Linked DNA regions of Mus musculus: region 2 is linked to region 1. The links are chromatin contacts, called in public Micro-C maps. All regions are on one chromosome and are shown on one strand. Each heading gives the region's core, a stretch centred on a gene start, on an enhancer-like site or on the middle of the called end of the contact. The rest is flanking DNA. Distances are from core to core; before and after follow the strand shown.

Region 1 (7,373 bases), core at 4,369-6,868:
GGAGTCCCCAAATGCCAGATGTCTTGTGGTGACAAATGTTGGCGTCTGATTTCTTGAGAACTGAGTTTCACACTTCAACTAAAAGGCCATGGCAGGGTGGGGGGTAGGGGGTTTGGGGATGGGGCGTGCGGGAGGCATTTATGTTCTCAAGTGCAGTTCAAGACTCCAGGAATATCTCCAAGATGGAATTGTTCTGTTGAGCCTGATGCCCCCTATTTCTGCAGCTCCTTTAGTATGTGTCACACCCCCCTCGAGCCCATTCTTCACTACGCTCTCCTCCAAGAAATACAAATAAACCCAGAGAAATCAGAGAAGGCCAGCTGTGGTGTGTGTGTGTGTGTGTGTGTTTGTGTGTGTGTGTTTGTGTGTGTGTGTGTGTGTGTGTGTTTGTGTGTGTGTGTGTGTGTTTGTGTGTGTGTGTGTGTGTGTGTGTGTGTGTGTGTGTGTGTGTGTGTGTGGTCAGAGGACAACTAATTCAGTTATTAAGTAGCCAGGCTTGCAGTGTTAAGTGTTTTTGTCCACTGAACAATATCCTCACTTCCCCACTGTACTATCATTTTGCAAGGCGTTATTCTTAATAGAGACATTGGGAAACTGTAATGGAAATGTATGTATTCTTCTGTGTTCTTATGCTCATGTGCTGCTGGAGGCCAGAGGTCAGCCTCTAGTGATGTTTCTCTTCCTTCCTTCCTTCTTTCCTTCCTTCCTTCCTTCCTTCCTTCCTTCCTTCCTTCCTTCCTTCCTTCCTTCCTTCCTTCCTTCCTTTCTTGACACAAGGTCTCATTATGTAGTCCTGGTTGTTCTGGAGCTCACTGAGTAGATCAGGCTGGCCTGGAACTCACAGAGTTTCACTTGCCTCTGCCTCCCCAAGGGCTGGGATTAAAGGTGTGCACTACCACACCTGGCCCTTGTACTTTTTTTTCTTATAAATGCATAGGAATCTACAAGTGCTAAAATTAAAATGTTACTTACAAACGAGTGACAATGAGGCTGGAGAACACTCGCTGTTCTTCTGTAGATTCTGAGTTGGGTTCCCTGCACCCAGGTCTATCAGCTTACAGCCGTATATAACTCCAGCTCCAAGGGATCTGATGCTTTCTCTGGGCGCTCAAGCACACACACACACACACACACACACACACACACACACACACACACACACACAGAAGCACACATTTATTTATTAAGTGTTTGTATATATGTGTACTATATGTGTGCAGGAGCCCATGGAGGTCGGAGAGGCATTGGATTCCCTGGATATTAGAGCAACAGGAATGTGCTGGGAATGGAACCTGGGCTCTGCAAGAACAGAAAGAGGTATGTGAAATCTATCTTCATAAATCTATTATTTTAATTTTTTAATTAAAAAGTTTCACGCAATACATTTTTGTCATATCCTCTCCCTTTCTCCAACTCCTCCCAGATTTACCCCCAATCCCACATACCAAACTTTGTTTTTTCTCTTTCTAAATCAAACCAAACCAAACCAAATATATTTAAAACTACAACCCCCCCCACTCCCCCCCCACACACCATGGAGTCTGTTTTGCGTTGGCTAACTACTTGTAAGCATGAGGTCTGTCCTGGAACAGTTGATCAATTGATATACCCGGTGTTACCCCATTGGAGAAAACTAACCTCCCCTCTCCCAGCAACTACCAGTTGCAAATAGCTCACTGGTTAGGGCTGAGGCTTTGTGTCCATTTCCCCTTCTCACTGCTGAAGTTTTGTTTGCTTTGAACCTGTTCAGGTCTTGTTGGTGTTTCAGAGTCTCCGTGAGCTCACATGAGCCCGTTGTTTATGGAAGACACTCTCATTTCCTCAGAGTTACCTACCACCTCTTGCTCTTACAATCTTTCACCTCCTTTTCTGCAGAGATGTGTGAGCCTTGAGGGGAGTGGTTTTATAAAGGCATATCATTTAGGACCGAATGCTCCAAAACTTTCCACTCTCTGCTCATTGCCCATTTGTGGATCTCTTTGTAAATTAACACCTACTTTTAATAAAAGGAAACTTCTGGGATGAGGGCTGACTGATACAGTGATCAGAATCTCTGGTTGGAACTCTTAGGTCAGACTCCAAGCAGTCCCAGATCAGTAGAATAGGAGGGTGGGTATCAGGCTAGCACTTCTATCCTAGCAATATGGTCTTCTAGTCCAGGAACATAGACCTCCATTAAGCTGTCTGTTTTTAAAAGTGGGCTCAAGGATCATCAAAGAAATGTACTAAATAACACAAGGTGAGTGAGTTAGTTCTTGGCCTACCAAGTAACCTTGATGGTGGACTACAAGCCATACCTTCTTCAATCTTTTGCAGTTCCTGCCCTTGAGTCAATTCTGCAGGGAGAGGAGGCACCTCAGCTGCTCCAGGCCCATGGAGACTGCCCGGAGAATTAAAGATGCTCCTCTCACTATGTGGTCCAGTTCATCTGCTGGCGCTCTTCCTCTTTTGGACTAAGGTCTGCTGGGCACGATCTGCATTTCTTCCTAGCATGCCAAGTTCCTCCTTTGGAAACAATGGTTGAGGCATAGCTGTAAATGGGACTTTTACAGCCAATGTGTTTAATTTGGAGAAATTCTGCTGCCTGCCACCTAAATTCTCTGGCTGTGATGGCAGGTGGCAGCCACTGTGCCTGCCTGCGGTCTGGGGGCCTGTATCCCTATTCCTGATTCCTGAGCCCCATATTACTATTAGTCTAGGTGCATTTTTCTATGATGGCACTTCTTCTTTCAGGGCCCAGTCAAAGTGATCATGATAGTAACTCAACCCCATGTCTTTTAGTGTTTAACATCACTTTCCTCCCTACTCATCACTGTGATGTGGTTCACATCCAGACACTGAAGTGATAGTGAAAGTGGCAACCCCATCAGCTTGTCTTAAAGCAGGAACCACATCCAGGAACTGTACTCATGATGAGCCTGGTGGGCCTTGATGGACTTTAGATGAATGGGGTTCAGGAATCAGGATAGGGGTGCAGGCTCCCAGACAGCAGGCAGGCAGGCACAGTGATGGCAAGTGTGGAGCAGTATCTGTGGTCAGCCTTTCTCAGTTACCTATCTTCCAAGGGAAGTGTCTGAGAAGCTTTGGTTAAGAATTCACATAAAGGAGTTGGGGCTGTGTCTCAGTAGTAGATACAGCACTTATCTATCATGCAGGGGTAGACACTAGGGTCTAGGTACAGCCCTTCCCCATCATCTAAAATAGGACAGAAAAATCCCCAGTGACTTGGTGATCCATCCTGGAAGAATCTCTTGTCTGGGGTAGCGTCTTCTACAGAGACAAGTCTGGTGCTCTAAATCCTGCCCCACACACTGCTGCTGTAGTCCTAACTGTGGGCTGCTTCGGATGCATTAGAATGCACTGGCGGCTGCTCTGTCAAGTCTGATGTATTCACAAGAGTTGAGTTTACCTTAGTAGAGTTTAAGGAAAAATGCCCCTTAATTTAACTTAATTAGTCAAATGGCCACATCACCAGAACTCACTATCCTGAAGTTAATAGTCAGGCTGGAAGAATAATTGTGAAGAATTGACCGTGCCCACGAGCAGATCACTGGGATTGCTGGGCCTGCAAGATTTACCATTTTCCTCATTGGGAAGCAAACTGCTCCCTACTTGACTATAGGGACCAAGCCTCCACAGTATGAAGTTGATAGAGGTTGTTGATTCTCTATCTTCAATTCACTGTCTACATCTACAACATGGCTGTCAGCATTTCTGACTCATAACTTGCCAACTTTTTATGATTATGAAAACAGAAAACCTATTTGTAAGGATTTAGTCTCAAGTAAAAAAACAGATCTGTGCAAATTCTGCCATGAACAAAGGCTTCAGTGCTTAGTGTGTGAATGCTGAGACTACATAGTGTCATCTACTGAGACTTCCTGGAGGCCTTTCCCCTCTTCTACTTTGTGGTGCTGGGGATTAAACCTAGGTTTCAAATGTACTAGGCAAGCATTTTGCCACTGAGCCATACACATAGTCTTGGTAGTCCAAGCTACCCTCAAATTTGTGGAAATCCTCTAGTTTCTGCTTCCTGAGTAGCTGGGATTACAGTGAGAGCTACCACACTGGGCTTTCTTCTTTGTTTTCAGGTTTGTTCTCGATCTTAATTTTCCAGAGAAAATTATTTCAGATGAACGAAATGTTGCTCAATGGAATTCCACAATTTTTCTTGGTGGTTTGGGCATTTTTTCTTTTCTTCTGGTACCAGTAAAGCCTACTGCTATGGTCAGAGGTGTGTGTGTGTGTGTGTGTGTGTGTGTGTGTGTGTGTTGTGGTCAGGTTGTAGAGGTTTAGGCCTAGTCATAGTCAGACTGGTTTAATAGTTCTGTTCTCTAAAGAACAGATGACATCTAAGAAGAGGCATCGTTTTTGTTGTGGCGGTGGATGTGAAAGTCAGTAAATATGCCGTTTTCCTCACTGAATATAAGGAGACCACTTGAAATAGATATTTTCCTGCTATCTTTGCTTAAGTTTTCTAAGGGATGGCAGAGGGAACCAACATCTGTTAAATATATAGGTCAGAAAGCATATAGGTTGAACTGGCCCAAAAATTTCTTCAAAATAGTTGACGTCCAGAGACTTTGGAACCCAAGCCAGACACCTGGGAAGAAAAGAGGGGGATCCCAAGGAAGAACAAAGAAAGAACCCTATTTTCTCTTGGGGCATCAATTCATCCTGTGATGGCATCTTACTCATCTTCAAACATCTGGCCATCTTTCCCCCATCCAAATCTTTGCCCCTGCTTCTTTTTTTTCCTCTTTTTCATGTCACACCCTTTCCCCTCCCCTCTGTCAACACTGTGAGGGATAGTTGGGTAGATAGGATGGCCCAGTACTGGAGCAGTATCTTTGAAAGCAGATCCGGCCGCTGCTTCTCCAGCTCTGTTTGCAGAGCCTCCTGGCTGATGCATTGAGATCCACCCCCCACTCTCTCTCCTGTTCATTTTGGGAGGCTGAATGAAAACTCATAGACTGCAACCCTCTCCTCTGATAACCCTGTTTCTCTGCGCTTTCGCTGACTCACTGGGGAGAATCACACATCTTTTTGGATGGAGCTCTTGGCTGCAGTCAGAAGGCCTGGATCATGCGCTCAAAAGTGATGCTAATTAGAATACTTGGGCTTCTAAGATTTTGCCTCTCACATCCCCAATCCTTTTCCACCTCTGCTCCTCTGGCATCAGTTAACTGAAAAGCCACACCCAAGGCTATAGTCTTAAGAGAGGAGCTAAGTTATTGTTTCATTTCTTAAAATAAAAGATATAATCACAGAGTCCCCAAGAAAGAAGAGGGTGTGTGTGTGTGGGGGGGGGGTATAGTTCTGGAAGTATAGAATGTTGTGGAAAAAGGTAAGTACTTTGCCCCTCAGCTTTCACAAGTCCTTCCACTGAAACTATGATAGTGCTTGGAATGGCATTAAACGTGTGGTTTGGCCAAGAAGCAGCCTGCATGGCAGCAGGTTGTAGGCAGGATGTACCCTCCATTTTATCACTCTTTCCTTAAGGTTGAGCACCTAGCTGTAGCAATCCAGCTTGCTTCGTCTTGTCCAACTGTAAAAGGCACAAGGGTGCAAGCGAGCTGTGTGGAGGCCCCAGCTGTCTTCCCAGGAATGCTGGGGAGATCTGGGAACATGGAGGCTGAGTCATAGTTTGGGAGAAAATTGTGTTTTTATACCCGCAATGCAGGGTGTTGCCATAATATTAATCATTATTATGGTCAAAAACAAATAAACTCACCCCGCAGTTATGACAAAGCTGGGTCTTGGCTCTTTCTTGTTCCTACACTGTCCTTCTCTTACCTTCTGCCTTTGAGAACCACAGTTTAACTCCATATTGTCAGAATGGCCAGTGTTCTTTCTTTTAGTAAAATAAAGAAAAAACTTCAACAGCATTTTACTATATGATTCAGGCTGGCCCGAATCTCTTAGTCCTTTTGCCTTATCTTCCCAAGTGGCTGGGACACATGTGTGCCACCACACCCTGTAGCCAACTGTTTAGGGATTCAGGCAAAGTACCTAATTTTATTTTGTTTGTTTTTATTCTATTTTTGTCATACAGAGGATAGAACCCAGTGCTTCACTTATACTAGGTAAGTATTTGGCCATGAGATATACCCCCATTCCAAAGTACCTGATTCATTTCTTAAATTATTATTTTTATTTTTTTTCTGTGTATGGGTTTTTTTTTTCCTGTGTGCTTGTCTGTGTACTACACGTATACCAAAAGAGGGGACAAGAGCCTCTGGAACTGGAGTTCCAGATGGTTGTTAGCCACTGTGTGTGTGCCTGGTACCTGTGGAGGCCAGTAAAGTCTTTGTGCTCTCTAGAGCTGCAATTACCAGTGATTGTAATCCACCATGTGGGTACTTAGAGTAAAACCTGGGTCCTCTGGAAGAGCTGTCAGTACTCTTAACCATTGCACCATTTCTCCAGCTGGGAAATACCTATTTGAAGAAAGTGAGGGATGAGGGTGGGGGCTAGCCAGCAGGGCATGGCGATGCTTATAATCCCAGTACTCAGGACAGTGAGAAAAGAGAGTGATGAATTTGAGGCCAGTGTCTGAAACACATGTCTCAAACTCAACCCAAACCAAACCATGTAGACCCAACCAGACATGGTGTTATACACCTACAATACTAGTTGCTAGGGGCAGAGAGTTCAAGGCCAGCTTCAGCAACATAGCAACAACACCTTGTCTCATCCTCCTCATCTTACCCTCCCCTTAAACCAATAAACCAAAGAGACTTTCCCTATCTGCTCACTAAGACCTAAAGTTCCACCCAGTCAAAACACAAATGTTCCACAAACCTCATTATTCACTTGGATCTTTTGTTTGCTTCTTTAGGGTCAAGGTCTTGACACATAGCTCAGATTGGCCTTGAGTTCTCCATCTTTTTGTCTCAACCTCTTACTAGGATTATAGGCATGCATTCTCATTCCTAATTAGCTACTTCCATCTTCATATTAATGACCTGTTATGATTATTTCTTCCAGAGAAGGAGACAGGGTGAACATAGAGACAGTAAGAGTGCAGCACACATAACCATAGACAAATAGCATCCTCAAGGAAGAGAAGGCCACAGAGAGGGACTGCCAGGACAGAAGACAACCTGACAGTTTTGCCATAAAGCAATTTTGGACCTATGTTAAGGCCATAGGTGCAGTTGCTGTAGGGTTAGGGGATGGGTAATGAAGAGTCACTGGAAAAACATTTGAAACCAAACTCTCTTTCTGTAGTCCAGGCTGGCCTTGAACTTGAGTGCTTTCTGAGTTGGTCTCCTGTGTGCTGGGGTTACAGGTGAGACTTATACAAGGCAAGTTACTGAAATTTAATGAACCATGTTCCAGCATGAGGCTCAGGTCCTGGCTGTAGAGCA
Region 2 (7,519 bases), core at 107-2,606, 46 kb before region 1:
TGGCTTGGGGGCAGAAAGTGCGCTTCTTGCATTACAAGGACCTAGGGAGGAAGCCGAGGACACTGCGGCGGAGGAGAAAGGCTAGCTGTCACCACACCTGTTTGATGGCTTAATAATGAATAGGAAATTGAAAATAAAAAACCCGGCAAATTACAGAAGAGGGAACACAGTTGCTTAGAAGCCTAAAGATTGCCGTCCCAGATCAAGGTTTATATTAATCGTGTAATTAGTTCTGTATGGCGATGCAGGCAGCTGGGTGCTCTGAACAATCTGTACAGTCGCAGGCTGGCAGAGGCAATCTTGCCTGGAGATTAGACATTTCCTGTTTCTGGGGCTGGCAGTGGGTTCGGGGCAGTTCCCTCACGTGGGCGAGGAGTAAGTTCTGGGCAAAAGATACCCAAGACTTGTTCATAGGCAGTGGGCACCCCAAGGTTTTTCTAGATTCTCAGCTCCCAGGCTCCCAGGCTCATGCTGTGCTGCCTGGATTGGCTTCTACCCTGGGCAGAGCCACCCCTGAGGATGACCAGTGCCATGACGGCCGGATCCCCGTCAGATAAAAGTGATTTGGGTAAGGGCCGCTGGCCCGTGGAGGCTCCTGCTCTGGGCGATCAGTCGCGACGGGTCTGCCACCCTTAAGACTCCTCTGGCCGCGGTCCCCTGCCTCCTAGTCGAGGACTTCGGCTCCTCTCCAGACTCCACCTGCTTCCCTCGGAGACCCGACGATGGGCTCTCACGGGGAACCCCTTGCTCCGGGAGGAGGGAGGGTGGAGCGGCTGGAAGAGGCCGCACCGCGAGGCGCCTCCGCCCCCTCCGGGGAGCGTCGCGGGGCGCGGGGGGCCACCGAGTCCCCGCCAGGCTTAGGGCCCTGCCACCGCATCCCACCCCGACGGGTCCGGACGGCGTCCGGTGCTAGAAGGTTCGGGGGGACCCCTGCGGGACAGCCCCGCGTCGACGGCTCCCTAGTCCGCGGTCCGTCCGCTCCCTCTCCCCCACCACCCCTCCACGGCCGGGTCCTCACCGAAGCGGCTGTGGTCGTGGCGGGTGCCGTGCACCGTGCCGTTGGGGAAGATCTCAAGGTGGAAGCCGGTGCGGCAGTAGAGCTGGCGGCGCCGCAGGATCCCCTTCAGGTGGGCGAAGTCTGTGGGCGAGCCGCGCTGCAGCTTCCCCTCGATCTGGCCCAGGCGCTCGTTCAGGAAACCCGGGGAGTCAGCTAAGGGCACGTTCCCCAGAGAGGAGGAGAAGCCGTGCAGGTCCCAGTCCAAGGAGGCAAAGACGCCCCCGACCTCCGCCATGGCGGGGCCGGCGGCGGCGCGGGCCGAGCCGGGGCCCCGGGGCGCGAACTGCCTGTCTTGGCGGCGGGCGCGGGCGGGCGGGTCGGCGGCGCTCGCTTGCTCGCTCGCTCGCTGCTCGGCTCCGCGCTCTGCCCAGCTGCAGCACACGTCTGTTCGCGTCCAAAGAACTTCTCAGCGGCGGGGAGCGTGGGGCAGCGCGCTCCTGACCTTGCTCTCAGTTAAAGTTCGGCTTCCCCTCCGCATCCATCTCTCCTGGCCTCTCATAGCTGGCTTCCTGGAGCTATCAGATGCAAATGGCACTTTATATACGTACCCACTCCCCTTCCATTGACATATTGGATATTTAAATACAAGCCACACCTCACTGGCATCCCCTCAGAGATTGGTGTGTGGGTTCTTTCCTTTTTTCCCCCCTTCTCGTATCCATTTGGCTCTTTTTGGGAGAGGGGGGTGGAGGCGGGGAGCGAGCGAGCGAGCTTCACTCCCTCTTTTATTATGAAAAAAATGGCAGGAAAAAGCTACACATTGCAGTGAGGCATAACTGCTTTTGGCAGGTTTTCTTAAACTGCTGATGAAATAACGGAGCCCAGTACGTGGAGGCCATTGGCGACCACGGCCACGCAGGCTAGTTCCTCCGGGGTCTGTCTGTCGGTCTGCTGCAAGGGCCACCCCCGCCTCCCACGCATCCTCCCGCTGCTCCCCTCTGGGAAGTGCCGGAGACCGGGGCTGGGGGGAGGGAGTCCTCGCGCTGTTGAGCTCCTCTTCTCTGGCCCAAAAGAGGCTGCGGAAGGGGTATCTGGCCCGGGACAGGGGCGCTCCAGCTCCTTTGTTCTGCTGCCCTTTAGTCCCACTCCCCACCTGTAGGTCCACAGGGGTCTGAGGAAGCGAAAACGTTCTGGAAGCCAAACGCAGTTGCAGCTGTAAGGTCTTGAGAGGTGGTGGAGGTCCCTGCAGGCACCAAAGGGTGGGGGCGCTTAAAGGGTCTGGGAGGAGCGGGAAATCCCAGAGGGAAAGAAGACTTTTTAAAAAGGACGTTGTGGCTTAGACATAGAGGGGTGGAGGCTAAGACATAGAAAGCGATCTTTTTGAAAAATGATCTCCATGGATTTCTGGGCGCGCTTTTACAAGGCTCAGGAGAGCAAGCTCTGTGAGAGGCCATTGGAAGCCTGGTGGGGGCTCTCCCCCTATACACCTCTTTTCTTGTTGGAAACAGGTGTTTCCTCGCTCTGTCCTGTGCCCTGTTCCAAGAAACTCTATCAGGAAGAGCGGCCGTCAGGGGTGGGAACTGGCGGCTGCCAGAAAGAGAGGCTGGGTGGAGAGGACCTGGCGAGCAGGTGCCTGCCTGCCGCAAGCCCCTGCATCTCTGCCCCGCACCTGAACCCCACGGTCCCTCTGGGCCTCTGGCGCTCGCCTCCTTCTTCCTTATTAAATGGCGTTGTTGCTTGCAGTTTTCACACGCAGCAGGCGCTGGCCGCCTTCCCAGGTTCTGGTAGTGACTGAACCCCCAATCCTACCCTTCGGCGCCTTTACTGCGCCTCCTGCTGGAGACCCCACCGAGCCACAAGTTCAAATTCAGGGTTACCATAAAATGAGTAAACAAGCCTCCCCACAACTCAGTGCAATTTGAGGCCCTACTCTAAGGCTCCACGTGCACCCTGTGCTCACATCCTGGACCCATAGCAATTCTTAGTTTGGAACAGCACTGTGGCTTGTTTCTGCTGTGCTTCTTTAGCTCAGAGGGACTCTCCTGGGCCAAGCGCAATGCCTGGCACATATAGACACTCAAAGGAAAGATGCTTTCAGCAACAGTGAACACACATGCAAGTTATCATACAGTTTTAATGGACCCCCACACACAAGCAAAAGGTGGAATCTAGAGGCTGGAGAGATGGCTCGGTGTTTAAGAGCACTGGCTGCTCTTCCAAATGGACCCAGGCTCAATTCCCAGCACCACATGGCAGCTCACAACTGTCTGTAACTCCAGTTCCAGGGGATCTGACACCCTCACATCCACATACGAGCAGGCGGAACACCAATGAGCATAAATAAAAATAAATAAAAGAAAAAAGGTGGAATCTAGAGAATGGAGAGCTCAGCGTTGAAAATCAAGTAGTTCTCTTTTAGAGGACCCAAGTTCTGTTCCTACCACCCACATTAGCTCACATGTGCTTGCAATTCCTGAACCAGGGGGTCTGATGCCATCTTCTGGTGTCCACAGGAACACACACACACACCCTACATAATTTTTAAAAATTAAAAATATCTTTAAAAGGGTGGAGTCCTTATTAGAATATGCATTAATGGACCTACATACTGTCTTGGACTTACTTTAAAAATATCTCAAGAGCAAGCCTGTTGTGCTGGCACTCAGCTGTAATTCTAGCACTTGGAGGATTGGGAGTGTGATCCCAACCTGAGTTGCACAGCAAGTGAGAGATTGAACAAGCAAATAAGAAATTGTCCGAACTGAACGCAGTTCCTTGTACTTATAGTCTCAACACTTTGAAGGTGGAGGCAGGAGGATCAGGAGTTCAAGATTAGACTGGACTACATGAGGCCCTGTCCCAACAACAAAACAAATTGTGACACTAGGTAGGGGTCCTGAATCCATTCTGGCCTAAGGTGACTAAGGTGACTTTTATAATGAATGTACCCTGAGGCAAAGATGGGAAGGATCTTTTTTGCAGGATCAGAAGGAGAAAATGGTAGCCAAAAAAAAAAAAAAAAAAGGAACAATTCTTGGTCTAATTGATAAATTGGACTAATTCTTTTAATTAGAGTCAAATTTAAAAATGTAGATGAAACCATTTTGAGAAGCAGGCACTATAAAAGGTATAGATGTCTATGATGAAATAAATTTCACCCACTTCTTTTTATTTTTACATTTATCTTATTAAACACAGATTTTCCCCTCATACAGTATATTCTGATTGGTGTTTCCCCTTCTCGTCCTCCCAGCTTCTCCTCCCCTCTCCTCCACATCTGTTCTCTTTCTGTCTCTCATTAGAAAAGAACAGGCTTCTGAGATAACAACAAAACATGACAAAATAAAATATTAGATGAAGCAAGAACTATCATATCGAAGTTGGACACATCAACCCAACAGGAGAAAAAGAGCCCTAAGAGCAGACAAAAGAGCCAAAGACTCACTTGTTCTCATAGTCAGGAGTCCCATAAAATACTAAGCTAATAGCTGTAATGTATACCTAGAGGACCTGGTGCAGACCCGTACAGGTCTTGTGCTTGCTGCTTCTGCCTCTGTGAGCACATATGCACTCTGCTTAGTTGATTCCAATGGCCTTGTTCCCCTGGTGTCCTCCATCTCCTCTGGCTCTTACACTCTTTCTGCCTCCTCTTCCACAAGACTCCCTGAGCTCTCGGGGAAGGATTTGATGGAGACCTCCATTTAGACTCTCTTTCCGTATATTGTCTAGCTATGGTTCTTGGCATCTGTTCCCATCTGCTGCCAGAGGAAACATCCCTGATGATGACTGGATATATATCAGAATATCATTAGGATTTATTTTAATGATTTCCAAAGTGGATGTTCAAGTTTGCACCCACCAGCAATGGAGGAGAGTGCTCCCCTTGCTCTACATTCTTGACAGCATGAAATGTTATTGAGCTTAGTCATTCTGAGAGGTGTAAGATGGAATCTCAAAGTAGTTTTGATTTGCATTTCCCTGATAGCTAGGGATGTTGAACATTTCATGTTGAACATACAGGTGTTCTGCCTGCATGTGTGAGGGTGTCAGATTCCCTGGAACTCGAGTTGTGGTTATGAGCTGCTGTATGGGTGCTGGGAACCTGGGTCCTTTAGTAATCAATGCTTTTAACTGCTGAGCCAGTCCCCATTTTTAAATTGGACTGTCTGGTTTTTTGATACCTAGTTTCTCGAGTTCTTTGTATATTTTGGATATTAGTTCTCTATTAGACATGTAGTTGGTAACCCCCCCCCCCATTCTATAGTCTGCTGCTTTGTCCAAACGATGGTATTCATTGCTTTACAGAAGCCTTTCAGTTTCACAAGGTCTCATTCATTATTGTTGATCTTCCTGCCTGTGTTATCAGTATTCTATTCAGGAAGTTGTCTCCTGTGCTAATGTGCTCAAGGGTATTCCCCACTTTCTCTTACATCAGGGTCAATGCTTCTGGGTTTACGTTGAGATCTTTGATCCACTTGGACTTGCTTGTGCAGGGTGATAGATATGGAACTGTTCACATTCTTCTATATGCTGACATCCAGTTAGGCCAGCACCATTTGTTGAAGATGCTGACTTTTTTTCCAATGTGTATTTCAAGCTTCTTTATCATAAATTAGGTATCCATATATATGGGCTTATTCCGGGTCTTCACTTCAATTCCATCGATCCACACGTCCATTTTTATGCCAATTCCACAAGGCTTTCATTATTATAGTTCTGTAGAACAGCCTGAAATCAAAGATGGTGATACCTCTGGAAGTTCTTTTGTATAGGATTGTCTTTTTTTTTTTTTTTTCCGAGATATAGGATTGTTTTAGCTATCCTGTTTTGTTGTTGTTGTTGTTTTTCCATATGAAGCTGAGAATTGTCCTCTCAAGATCTGTAAAGGATTGTGTTGAAATTTTGATGAGGATTGCTTTGACTGTAGATTGCTTTTAGTAGGCTGGTCAATTTTACTATGTTAATCCTAGTGATCCATGAGCATGGGAGATCTTTCCATCTTCTGATATCTTCTTCATTTTCTTTCTTCAAAGACCTGAAGTTTTTATCAGACAAGTCTTTCACTGGCTTGGTTAGAGTTACTCCAAGATAGTCATATTATTTGAGGCTATTGTGAAATGTGTTGTTTCCCTGATTTCTCTCTCAGTCCATTTGTCATTTGTATGTAGGAGGACTACTGGTTTTTGTGTTAATTTTGTATCCAACTACTTTGCTGAAACTGTTTAACAGGTGTAGGAGTTCCTTGGTGGAATTTTTAGGGTCACTTATGTATACTATCATATCATCTGCAAACAAAGATACTTAGACTTTTCCTTTTCTAATTGGTATTCCCTTGATCTCCTTCAATTGTCCTATTGCTTTAGATAATGAATAGGGATGGAGAACGTGGACAATCTTTTCTTGTTCATGATTTTAGTGGAATTGCTATGAATTCTTCTTCATTTAATTTGATGTTGGCTATAGGCTTATTATAAATTGCCTTTATTATGTTTCAGTAAATCCCATGTAACCCTAATCTCTTCATGGAGTTTATCATGAGTGGGTGATGAATTTTGTCTAAGGTGGTTTTCTTAGGGAATGAAATGATCATATGTTTTTTTTTCTTTCAGTTTATTTATATGGTGGATTATAGTCACTGATTTTTTGGATATGCTGAGCCTGCATCCTGGAATGAAGCTTACTTGATCATGATGGATGATCTTTTCTATGTATTCTTGGATTCAGTTTGCAAGTAATTTAATGAGTATTTTTGCATCAACATTCACAAGGGAAATTGGTCTGTAAATTTCTTTCTTTGTTAAGTTTTTATGTTGTGTGGATATCACAGTAACGATAGCCTCATAAAATGAATTGGACAATGTTCCTTCTGTTTTTATTTTGTAGTATAACTTGAGGAGTATTGGTATTAACTTTTCTTTAAAAGTCTGGTAGAATTCTGAACTAAAACCACCTGGCCTTTGGTTTTTATTTGTTGGGAGACTTTTAACGACTGTTTCTATTTCACTAGGAGTTATAGGTCTATTTAATTGTTGATCTGATCTTGATTTAACTGTGGTAAGTGGTACCTATCAAGAAAAGTATTCATTTCTTTTGGAGCATCCATTGAGAAGTCGTGTAATTTTGATAGGTCTGCTTTTATATGTTACTTGGTCTTTTCCCCTTGTAACTCTAATATTCTTTCTTGGTTCTGTATATCTAGTGTTTTGATTATTATGTGATGAAAGGACTTTCTTTTCTGGTCAAATCTATTTGGTGCTCTGTATGGTTTTTTTATTTTTATAGATGTCTCCTTCCTTAGGTTAGTAACATTTTCTTCTATGATTTTGTTGCAAATATTTCCTGGGCCTTTGAGCTGAAGTTCTTCTCCTCCTTTTATTCCTATTATTCTTAGGTTTGGTCTGTTCATAGTATCCCAGATTTCCTTGATATTATGTGTCAGGAGTTGTTTAGTCTTGACATATTCTTTGACTGATCTATTTTTCTTATCACATCTTCAACGGCTGAGATTCTTTATTCTATCTC

The links. Hi-C and Micro-C count contacts between places; a contact is called where the count stands out from the background.
Region 2: a contact with region 1 is called in a Micro-C map of muscle stem cells, with 7 times the contacts expected there. The contact joins the promoter of Fgf16 here to the enhancer-like site in region 1. A contact is called at or near these places in 46 of 484 Hi-C or Micro-C datasets (B cells, the C2C12 cell line, the C3H10T1/2 cell line and 19 more), 2 of 115 datasets of contacts at active chromatin or transcription factors (embryonic stem cells and fibro-adipogenic progenitors) and 1 of 9 other capture datasets (embryonic stem cells).

Annotation. Positions count from the first base shown.
Region 1 is chrX:105,716,791-105,724,163 of GRCm38.p6, reverse strand. No RefSeq gene overlaps it. Among named protein-coding and RNA genes, the nearest start is that of Fgf16, 44 kb to the left of the region's middle. Within about 2 kb of position 5,618, at least 2 of the 459 cell types and tissues checked have an H3K27ac peak or open chromatin away from gene starts, as enhancers often do. A contact at or near this core is called in the C2C12 cell line and muscle stem cells, where this site is marked.
Region 2 is chrX:105,758,314-105,765,832 of GRCm38.p6, reverse strand. It overlaps Fgf16 (fibroblast growth factor 16), which reads right to left and starts at 1,356. Exons shown (of 3, transcript NM_030614.2): 1 at 1,019-1,356. The coding sequence starts at 1,292.